2 separate regions of the Canis lupus genome follow, and region 1 is linked to region 2. Evidence: chromatin contacts called from public Hi-C data. All regions are on one chromosome and are shown on one strand. The core of a region is the stretch at or near the end of the contact, and the rest is flanking DNA. Distances in the headings are between cores, read along the strand shown.

Region 1 (4,677 bases), core at 1,151-3,650, 280 kb before region 2:
TAATTGGCTAGCATCTTTGTAATTAATTTTGGGGACAGTGAGACAGCATTTATTTTAACAATATTTGAATATTCAACAATCTTTATTGAGTGTCTTCTGGGATCCCAAGCTACTCGAGGTACTGGGGATATACCTGGGAGCAAGCAAAAAAAAAGCCCCTATCTTCCTGGAGATTATATTTTACAGGGGAATGAAAGACAATAATTAATCTAGATCCTAAAAGAACAAAGGGGACAGTGGTAAGGACTAAGAGAAGATTTAAAACAAGGCTGAGTGATAGAGGGTGACTGAGTGGCTACCTAGAGTGTATGGTCAGAGAAGGTGACATGTAATCTGATGTGTGAATTACAAGATAGAGCCAGCCAAGTGAAGACCAGAGTAAGAGCATCTCAGGAAGAGGAAACAGCTGTGCAAATGTCTAGACTGGAACAGCTGATGTTCAGACAGTGTGGTGGAGACTAGTAAGCAAGAGAGAGAGAGTAGGATTTGAAGTCAAAGAGACAGCAGGAGTCAAGTAACTCTGTAAGCCAGGGTGGGGAGTTTGGATTTTTTTTTTTTAAGATTTTATGTATTTATTCATGAGAGACACTCAGAGAGAGGGGGAAGCAGGCTCCCTGTGGGGAGCCCGATGCAGGACTCAATCCCAGCACCCCGGGATTACGCCCTGAGTCAAAGACAGATGGTCAACCACTGAGCCACCCAGGTGCCCCGAGTTTGGATTTTTTAATTCCAAGTGTCATGGGAAGTAATTGAAGGGTTTTAAACCCAGAAGCAATAGAACCTGATTTTTGTTTTAAAAAGAATATTATCTGCTGTTGTAAGATTGCATTGAAATAGGTAAGAATGGATGTCATTTCTATACTAACGAGATTGCCTTGCCCCTCTAGCTATGTCATTCACCATAGGAGTAACAAGGAGGCAGCTGATATGTACCTTGTTTTTAGCTTCCCCACAAAGTCCATGTGGGCATTTTCTCTCTAATCTGATGCTATATATTGAGGTAAGAATTTGGCCTTTTAGGAGTCATTTGCTGCTGCCCAGGAATGATCTGCAGAGGATCCAGGAGAATTGATAGTGGATCCTTGTACTGACATGCATATTTATGCTTGTAGGGGAGAAAGAATCTGGTAAGGGCTTTCAGCGGTCAGTCTGAAAAGTCAATGACCGTATAGAATCCCTTTGGGAAAATCCTAGAGACAGATACACAACAGCAAGTCAGAGAAATTAGAGATCTGGATGCTGACCTAGTGGAAGGGGTAAAACCAGTGCAGAGGCTTTCAGCAAGATGGTGAAGGATAGGTCATGTCATCACATTAACAAACTTAGAGGGAGGGTCTCCGTATTTGGTGGGTAAAGTATCCCCGGAGAGCAGAAAGTTTCAGAGTGGTGATATACAAAATCTCCTGAGAAAGAATGAGTAGCAGGCTTGAAGGACGTTTTTGGAAAGAGGCTGTGCATGTACTCACACATACACACGCCCATACACAGAATATGCCACTGTTTGTATTTGGTGTAAATAACCTCCTGTCCTGGCTGCAGGGGCAGGAACTGTGTCATACAGATCTTTGTGTCTACATTGCTTTGCACAGTGGCCCTTAGAAATTAAACACTCATTTTTAATAAATTGTATTGGTGTTCTAACATTAAAAAGTTACTCTTAAGTTCTTTTCTAGGCAATAAAAGCGATTGCCTAATACCCGAGGTTATCCATTTTGTGTAGGAAGTAACACAAAAAACCCCTGAAATTTTCAGTTTTTCTTTCACCAATTTAGAAAGCCTGGTTACTTTAGCCAGCTACTTGCATCACCAATCCCTTCTTGAACGTTGATTTGTGGATTTTTTTTTTAATTTTTATTTATTTATGATAGTCACAGAGAGAGAGAGAGGCGCAGAGACACAGGCAGAGGGAGAAGCAGGCTCCATGCACCGGGAGCCCGATGTGGGATTCGATCCCAGGTCTCCAGGATCACGCCCTGGGCCAAAGGCAGGCGCCAAACCTCTGCGCCACCCAGGGATCCCTGATTTGTGGATTTGTGTGGATGTGGCACAGGGGCTGCCTGGCAGGAAACTCGACCCCAAACCAAATTAATTCTAATAACAAGTTAACTTGCTTATTGGTTCTTTTAACTATTTGCTTCCCCTTCTTCCTTGTTGCTCTTCCTTTACCAAGATGGCCGTCGTCGAGCTCTCTCCTCATTGGTTGGTTTTTTCGCAGGTGGTGGTTCTGGCCCCGCCCCCCAGCTCGCTTTCCCAGGCTCTGTGTTCTTGAGCGTGAAACGGGTAGAGCGGCGCGGGCGCGGGCGCGGGCGCGGGCGCGGGCGCGGGCGCGGGCGCGGGCGCGGGCGCGGGCGCGGGCGCGGGCGCGGGCGCGGGCGCGGGCGCGGGCGCGGGCGCGGGCGCGGGCGCGGGCGCGGGCGCGGGCGCGGGCGCGGGCGCCGGATGTGACGTTTCCGGAAGCTCGGAGTGGCGTCCGCGGGGACAGGTGGGGAAGGGTCCCGGGAATGTGGTGGGAATCTGAAGGGGAGCGGCCGCGGTGACTGTGGGGCCTGCAGCCTTGTCCTTCCCCGCGCCCTCTGCCCGGCCCGCCGCGCCGCGAGCCCACTGACGGCTCCGGTCCCAGCCAGGCCCGGCGCGTCCCCGCCTGCCGCGCTCTGAAGACCCGAAAACCAGGATAATTTTGCCCTGGGTTGGCAACTTGGGCTTGAGGGCCTTCAAGAAGGGGGCCTCAAGCAGGTGTCAGGAGGGCCCTCCGCTCACGCTTGCCACTTCCTTTGACCTCCTCTTGGTCTTAACTCCTCAGCCCCTTGTGCCACCTTTGCCCCTTTTTGGGGATGCCGCATCTGCTCTTGGTGGAGGGGTGCGTAGCCTTCTAGCACCGGGCACCGCTTGCTGGTCCTGGGAGGGTCTTCCGTTCTCGACCCCGCAGATCCTCTTCCGCAGAGGTACTGAGGCACCACAAGCGTCAGTTAGCTTTAATGGGCTCTGGATCGAGTTTACGAATTAGGCCAGCTGGGAAGGTTTTGGAGTTGCTAGCGGCTTTCTGAGCCTCTAGACCGGCCTTGGGGGAGATGGAATACCTCTGCATCCCCGGTCGTCCGCACAGCCTTTGTACCATTCTTGAGAGTGTTTGGAGAGGAAGTTTGGGGGAAGTGTGACCTCGAGCTAGAACTGGCCACGAGAAGCCTCTCTGAGGGAGGGCGCGGAGTGGGAAACAGAAAAATAGTGTATGGACAGATTAAACACATGTGAGGATTTCTGGGCAGGTCAGAATTCTGAGAGAACAAAAGATCTCTGTTGGGAAGGAGTCAAGTTTAAGACTAAAAATACAAAATGGGGTCAATTGACATAGGGCTTTGAATTCCAAAACATATTCTTCGATAGTTTGTTTATTCTAGAGCATGCTGGCTAGGGTGTGCTGTAATTCAATCTGTAACGAATATCCAGATTCTTTTTGAAAATGATATAGACTGATACCGGTTGGGAATTGGAATCTAACAGATCGAGAAAGATTGTAGAATTACTGCAGTTTGAAATCCAGGGAGGGAAAACCCTTGGGTTTTTTGCTGGTCCATCTTTGCATCCTAAGTTATCTTTGTGCCCTTTTTTATTTGAAGAGTGCTTAGTCTTTGAAGATAGATTTAAGTAAGGGTTTTGTTTTTGTTTTTTTGTTTGTTTTTTTACATCTAAATTCCTTAATCTGACGTAATGAATGATGTTGTGGATTGACTGGAATAGTGTTTAAGTGCACAGAGCTAGGGTTGTGGGCATTCATTCCAGGCCATTTCCCCTTACCTTGTGCTCAGATATGAAAAAGTACACCACGGAAAAATGTTAAGTTATTCTCATTAAATAAAAATGAACAAACTTGAAATCAGTTAACAGTCCTCACGAAAGTTCATTGATATACTATGCCAAGTACTGGGTAGATGGAAGTGGGTAGCTGGTAGGAGAAATCATGCAAAAAATATAAGATGCCATTCACCCTTTTATGATACTGAGAGCAAAGCTATCTAATGATAGGGAATGATTAGTATGAAAGGTATAAGAGAACCCCCATTTCAGTTTTACTCCCTGTACCACCTAATTATGGCACAGGTATTGTAGGCTTTTGAGTTGGCCAATGCTTTTATCATTGTGATATGGGCTTCTTGAGGGTCTCAGCCTTCTTGTGGGAAAGAGACCTTATTTGATTCAAGCCACAGTGCGTGGTATTTTTCTCTTAATTTCTTCATAAGGTAGAAGTTTGTGGGATAACCATACCGTGTGCTAGGCTGTGCTGGGGTGATGAGAACCATGGTACTGACACCACCTGTTTTTTCTGTCTCAGAACTTCTTGGTCCTGATGTCTGACCATGGAGATGTGAGCCTTCCGCCCGAAGACCGGGTGAGAGCCCTGTCCCAGATGGGTAGCACAGTGGAGATAAATGAAGACATTCCACCCCGACGGTACTTCCGCTCTGGAGTCGAGATTATCCGAATGGCATCCATTTACTCTGAGGAAGGCAACATTGAACATGCCTTCATCCTCTATAACAAGTATATCACGTAAGACACCCCCGATTTCCTTTTTCTATTCCAGTGACTGATGTCTCACTCATTCTGCTCTTGTGCTCATTTATTCTGCTCAGAATTGCTAAAACTAGAGAACTTTACAACATCATTAGCATTAATCATTTT
Region 2 (5,443 bases), core at 1,644-4,143:
ATTCTAGGGTGTCAGAAGAATGTGGAGAAACTAATGTTCATCTCCAAGTCAAATTAAAGACTCGGGACCTGAACCTCAGGGTGACTAGAGGGATCATTGGAATCGCACCGGGCTAGCGACCAGAAGTCCTCCCAGCCGGGCCATATCCCCACACACAGTTTCCCTCTAATGCTTCCACATCCACCTCCCTGCCATCAGCTGGGAGAGGCCATATTCCATCTGTCCAAAAGCCACACGTACTGAGAAGCCGCTGATGGCGAGTTGGCTCTGTCCAGCCCCCTGCCTCTCCCCCAGCAGAGGGCCCAATCCCACCAAACTCCGTGGGAAGGAGAGAAAAACCTCACCTGAAATGTCAGTGACTTTGATAGCTGTAGCCCCAGGAAACTTTTCTTTGAGAATCCGGGTCACTTTGAGCTCCCCCTCAGTCTGCGAGGCAAACATCCGCTGGGCACAGTGGACAAGAGGAGGCTGCCGCAGAACAGAGAAGAGTCATGGCAGGGCAAGATGATGGCGCCCCCAGGCCCCACCTGCCTTTACCCCCCACCCCGGGGCCCAGCCCCCGCCTCCAGCGTGGCCATGGGCTGTATCAGAGGGACTGTGTGGCATCGGATGTCCGCTGAAGCTCCCAGGACACAGAACAAACGTTTTGGGGAGTAAATGGAGCCGAGAAGTGAAATGACTCAACTTTGACTCCAGAGACAAGACAAACTTAAGAGACCTTGAACTCCTCAGGGTACTGCAGTGAGAGAGACACCATGACATCAACTTTAGAGGTGAAGAAACGAGGGAGGGGGGCATGAAGGCAAGTGCTAGGGTGGGTCCATCAGTGAGATGCAGAGCTAGAGGCTGGCCAGGGCGCCTCAGACGCATCTCCCCAGGCCAGCGTGCCCACACCCACACCTGGCTGGGACCAAATGCGGCCTATCCTGTCAGCCTGATGAACATTTCACACCCTCCAGTGGGATGTGGCCTTGTGGCCTGTTGCTCACTAAGCCAGGTGCACTTTGCGATCTGTACTAATTCTTATTGGGAAGAAGCAACAAAATGCTATTAAATGACCTAAAGGAGAAACATTGTTAGGTTATTTACCTTTGGCAACAGCACTCACCCTGCCCCTTGGGGGATACCACAGGGAGCCAGTGCTTCCGATGGGAACATGTCTCAACTCTTATAGTAGAAAGAACAAAAAACCGGGCCTGCAGCCTCTTGGCTGGGTTGAGCACATGCTGAAAGGGAGACTGAACAGAGAGCATGGCAGGTCTTGAATGCCAGGCTAAAGGTTATGGAGTTTGAGGCCTCTTGGTGCCAAAGTAACCTGCACAAAACAGTGTCTTTAGAAGCTAGTCAGGAAAGTCAGGAAAATGCCCAGTATTACAAAGGGAGCAGCACAGGGCCTGAGACTGGAGGGGGATGGCAGGTGGGAGACACAAGTGCTGTATATCTGATGCTGGTCCTGAAAGCACCATCCCTTCACCCTTCAGTCCCGTCCTCGGGCCTTTCCTGATGGCCTAGAGCAGGGTGCTGTGTTAGATCTCAAAGGACCTTTTTCTTCTTCTTTTAAGTAGGCTCCACACCCACCGCAGAGCCTAACACAGGGCTTGAACTCATCACCCTGAGATCAAGAGTCAGGCTCTTAACTGACTGAGCAACCCAGGTGCCCCTCGAAGCGCCATCCTTAAAATGATCTGTGCACTGGCTTATTCACCAGCTGGTTTCGAAGGTTCAGACTGCATCTATCCTCTTACTGCAGCCTTCCAAAGCTGGGCCAGGACAGGCCCTCCAGGAGACTTGGGTGAAGGATGGATGAAAGAATGAACAAATGAATGAGCAGAATGTGCACCTCATTCAGCCACGCCCCCTGGCACCTGCAAAGAAGTCTCAATTCTAGCAGGCGGTTGCAGTGCAGGTCAGAAGAAAGATCTGGAATGAGACTGAGTGCTGTGTGGAAGGACAGGAACTTGATGTTGTGGGCCTGGCTAAGATTGGGCTGGAGGAGGGGGAGGGGATGGAGCCTCTTTGGAGGACAGAGACTCGGGGCAGGGGCAAGGGCGGAGGGTAACCAGGTAGCAGGGAGCAGTAATCACTAAGGGGGAGGGTGCTTAGCATTGCCGAGTCCTTGGGAGGTCGTCCCTCCATTTGAGCCAATTTGGAGGCAGCGGCCTTTACCCGAGCAAGCTACTGACAAAACTCCTAAATGCTGAAAGTTGTCAGCTCTTTACACTTGGCGGAGGCAGGTTCAAGAGCAGCCGGAGCGAAGTAAGAAGGTGAGGGCAAGTGGAAGAAGGGAGGAGAGCGGGAGTCAGAGACGGAGAGAACCGAGGAGAGCGCGCGGGGAGTGCCCTCTGCTGGGCGTCCACTCCGGGCGCGTGGGACTCCGAGAAGGTTCAGGTCGCAGAGCCGGGAGGACTTGCCCAATGCCCGGAGCCCCGCACGCCCCGGCTCCCGGCCAGGACTCGGGGTGACCGCGGGGTCTCCGGCGCCGAGCGTCGACACCGCTTGCTCCGCGCCCGCCGGACGGCGACGGTTTCTGTCTGTCCCCCTCGCCCCCCCAGGCCCCGACCCCCGACCCCCCCCCCCGCCCAGGCTCGGAGCTCCGCCAGCGCGCGCGGGGCCCTGACGTTTCTCCGCTGCCCGGGCCGGGCCCCCTCCCCTGCAGGGCCGAACCCACCAGGAGTGGACGGGAGGGAGGCAGGGAGGGAGGCAGGGAGGGCCGGCCCCGGGCCCTGCGCCGCGCTCTCCGGGAGCCCGGCCCCGAGGCCCCGCCGCGCCTCCCGCCCGGGAGCAGCAGCCCGGCCCGCCCGCGCTCACCCCGCGGATCCCGCGGAGCAGCGGCCCCGCCGCGGCCGGGCTCCACGCCGCCATGCCCGGCCGACGCGGCCCGCCGCCCGAGGTCGCCGCGTCCCCCGAGAGGCGCGGGGCCGGGGCCCGGGAGCCGCCGCGGGCGAGGCCGCCCCCTGCCGCCCGGAGGCCGCGAGCCGCCCCGACCGGCCCGGCCCGGCCCTCGCCGCGGGGATGCCTGCGCGGAACCTGCTGCTCGGCGAGCTCCAGGCCCTTCCCGGCGCGGAGAGCCTCCGGACGCCGCGGGGCCGCCCCAGCAGCGCGCCCTTCTTGCCCAGCCCGCAGACGCCGAGGTCCTCGCACTGCCCCTCGGGCCCGAGGTAGGACAGCTCCCTTCCATCCCCACCGCCCGCAACCTGGCTTCCCAACTGGGGAGTGGGGGTTTCTCCCTCCAGAACAGGGGAGGCGTGGAGGGACATGAAGAGCGGCGTCGTTCTCAGGTTTGCGTTTTATTTTATTTTATTTTAATGAATTTATATATATATATATATATATATATATATATATATATATATTTAAGATTTTATTTATTTATTCATGATAGACATAGAGGGAGAAAGAGGCAGAGACACAGGCAGAGGGAGAAGCAGGCTCCATGCAGGAAGCCTGATGTGGGACTCGATCCCGGGACTCCAGGATCACGCCCGAGGCCAAAGGCAGGCGCTAAACCGCTGAGCCACCCAGGGATCCCCAGGTTTGCGTTTTAGAAAGATCGTTCGGGCTCCTGCGAAGAGGAGGGGCTGTTGGGGGGAACTGACATTGGAGACGGGGACAGAAGTTCTGAGGCTACCACGAAGGTCTGGGTGAGATGTGAAGCCTCCACCAGAGCTGGGGCAGCAGGATGGGGGACTGGGTTTGGAAACTTGGGAGGGGAAGGGAATGGAGTGAATGGATCCGGAGGCCAGGGTGAGAAAGGAGCCTGGCTTGGACAGTGCGGTGGGTGAAGGGGACCGACAAACTCAGATTTTGTTTTTTGGTGGGGGGTTTGTTGTTGTTGTTGTTGTTAAGATTTTATGTATTTATTCACGAGAGACACAGAGAGAGGCAGAGACACAGGCAGAGGGAGAAGCAGGCCCAATGTGGGACTGGATCCCAGGACCCCGGGATCAAGGCCTGAGTGGAAGGCAGATGCTCAACCGCAGAGCCACCCAGGTGCCCCGACAAACTCAGGTTTGGATGTGCCTGGGTTTAAGGTCCCTGCAGGAGGACATGGCCCAGCAGAAAAGTAGGCTGGAGCCACCCACCTTGGAGTCCTGCGAATGTAGTGGAAGCTGCCTCCTTCAGGACGGGTAAGATTATCCAGCAAACCTGCCCCACCTCTAGAGTAATTCAGACAGACGTCAGAGCCAAAACCGGACCAAGCCCTTTCTCTCACTAGCAGTGTATTTTTGCGGCATGGGGTCGGGTATGCCCCGCAGGCTTCACCAGTACTTGTCCAGCCTACGCCCAAGTTCACGGTGTTGCATTTGGATAAGTGGGACAGACCGAACAGTTGCTCTTGAAAGTGATCACCTGAATCCATGCTTAATTCATTCCAGTATTAATGGAGTGACTTCTGTGTTTGGGGTCTCATAATTTCTCCTTTGGATTACTCCAATAACTTCTTACATCTTTTGCTTGATTTCTTAAACATCAGGGTTGGTGTGGGATTAGAGATAACCTGCTAACTTTAAATTTTTCTTCACTGTTGTAATTAAAACTACCACAAATATTTTTTTCCCCCGGGTTATGTAGTGAACCCCCTTTGCTCCTCAGACCAGGTGGCTCAGATGAGGTCGACCTATCCCCAGCTTCAGGAGTGGTCCCATGACCCGGGGCTGGCCAATCAGTCACGGATTGGTTTGGGTTGGTCACATGATCCGAGCCAGCCCATTGAGAGCTGGTCTAGAGACAAAACTAGAGATGGCCCTTTACCACTGAGTTGCTAAACTGTTAGAGAGCCTACATCTTTACTGTTAGAGAGGCTGCCATCTTTACAATCTTTACAATCGTGCATGGCACCCAGTTTGTAAATGGAGTAGATACAGAAGAAGGAGCTAGAGACAGATGTTTGACACTGTGTGTCAAGTGGTGCCAGAAACGAGCACTAAAGTCGCTTCAGTTGGTTGGGTTTGTCACTTGTAAGAGACCCACGTTAGGCTCACTGATTTGTATTTGCAAGAATTCCCCCTTTATTGAAAATCAGTACTTTTGCTTATCCTCAACCTTCCTCTTCCTCCTAATTTCACTATTGCTCACATTGTTAGGGGTATTTTGGATCATTGGTCTTGCCCTAGGATCGTTCCCTTTGCATCTCTACACTGCTGTCAGAGCCGTCTGAGCTGAAAACCTGTCCATTGCTTGCTTATCTAAAATCCTTCTGACTCTCCATCACCTACTGGCAAAAACCTAAGTTCTTTGATTTAACCCCTACCTCCCTGTCCAACTGAAATCCACCCTTCAGTAATACTGGACAGCTGGTCCCTCCCTGTACAAGCTATGCTACAAGCTTGCTTATGCCGTGACCCTGTCTTATAAGAAACTTCAAGCCTTGTCTTCTCCAGGCAGCCACCTCTGATTGCCCCACAGTAAACACAAGAGCTCACAACTTGTGCATCACATTTAT

Evidence for each region. A called contact is a pair of places that touch in the nucleus more often than the background predicts.
Region 1: a contact with region 2 is called in a Hi-C map of blood, with 5 times the contacts expected there. The contact joins the promoter of LOC100684058 here to the promoter of BOLA3 in region 2. A contact is called at or near these places in 3 of 9 Hi-C or Micro-C datasets (amygdala and blood).

The regions. Positions count from the first base shown.
Region 1 is chr17:49,723,554-49,728,230 of UU_Cfam_GSD_1.0, reverse strand. LOC100684058 (STAM-binding protein) reads left to right here and starts at 2,400. Exons shown (of 10, transcript XM_038561739.1): 1 at 2,400-2,482; 2 at 4,328-4,545. The coding sequence starts at 4,343.
Region 2 is chr17:49,439,742-49,445,184 of UU_Cfam_GSD_1.0, reverse strand. It overlaps BOLA3 (bolA-like protein 3), which reads right to left and starts at 2,893. Exons shown (of 4, transcript XM_038561735.1): 1 at 2,809-2,893; 2 at 345-468. The coding sequence starts at 2,862.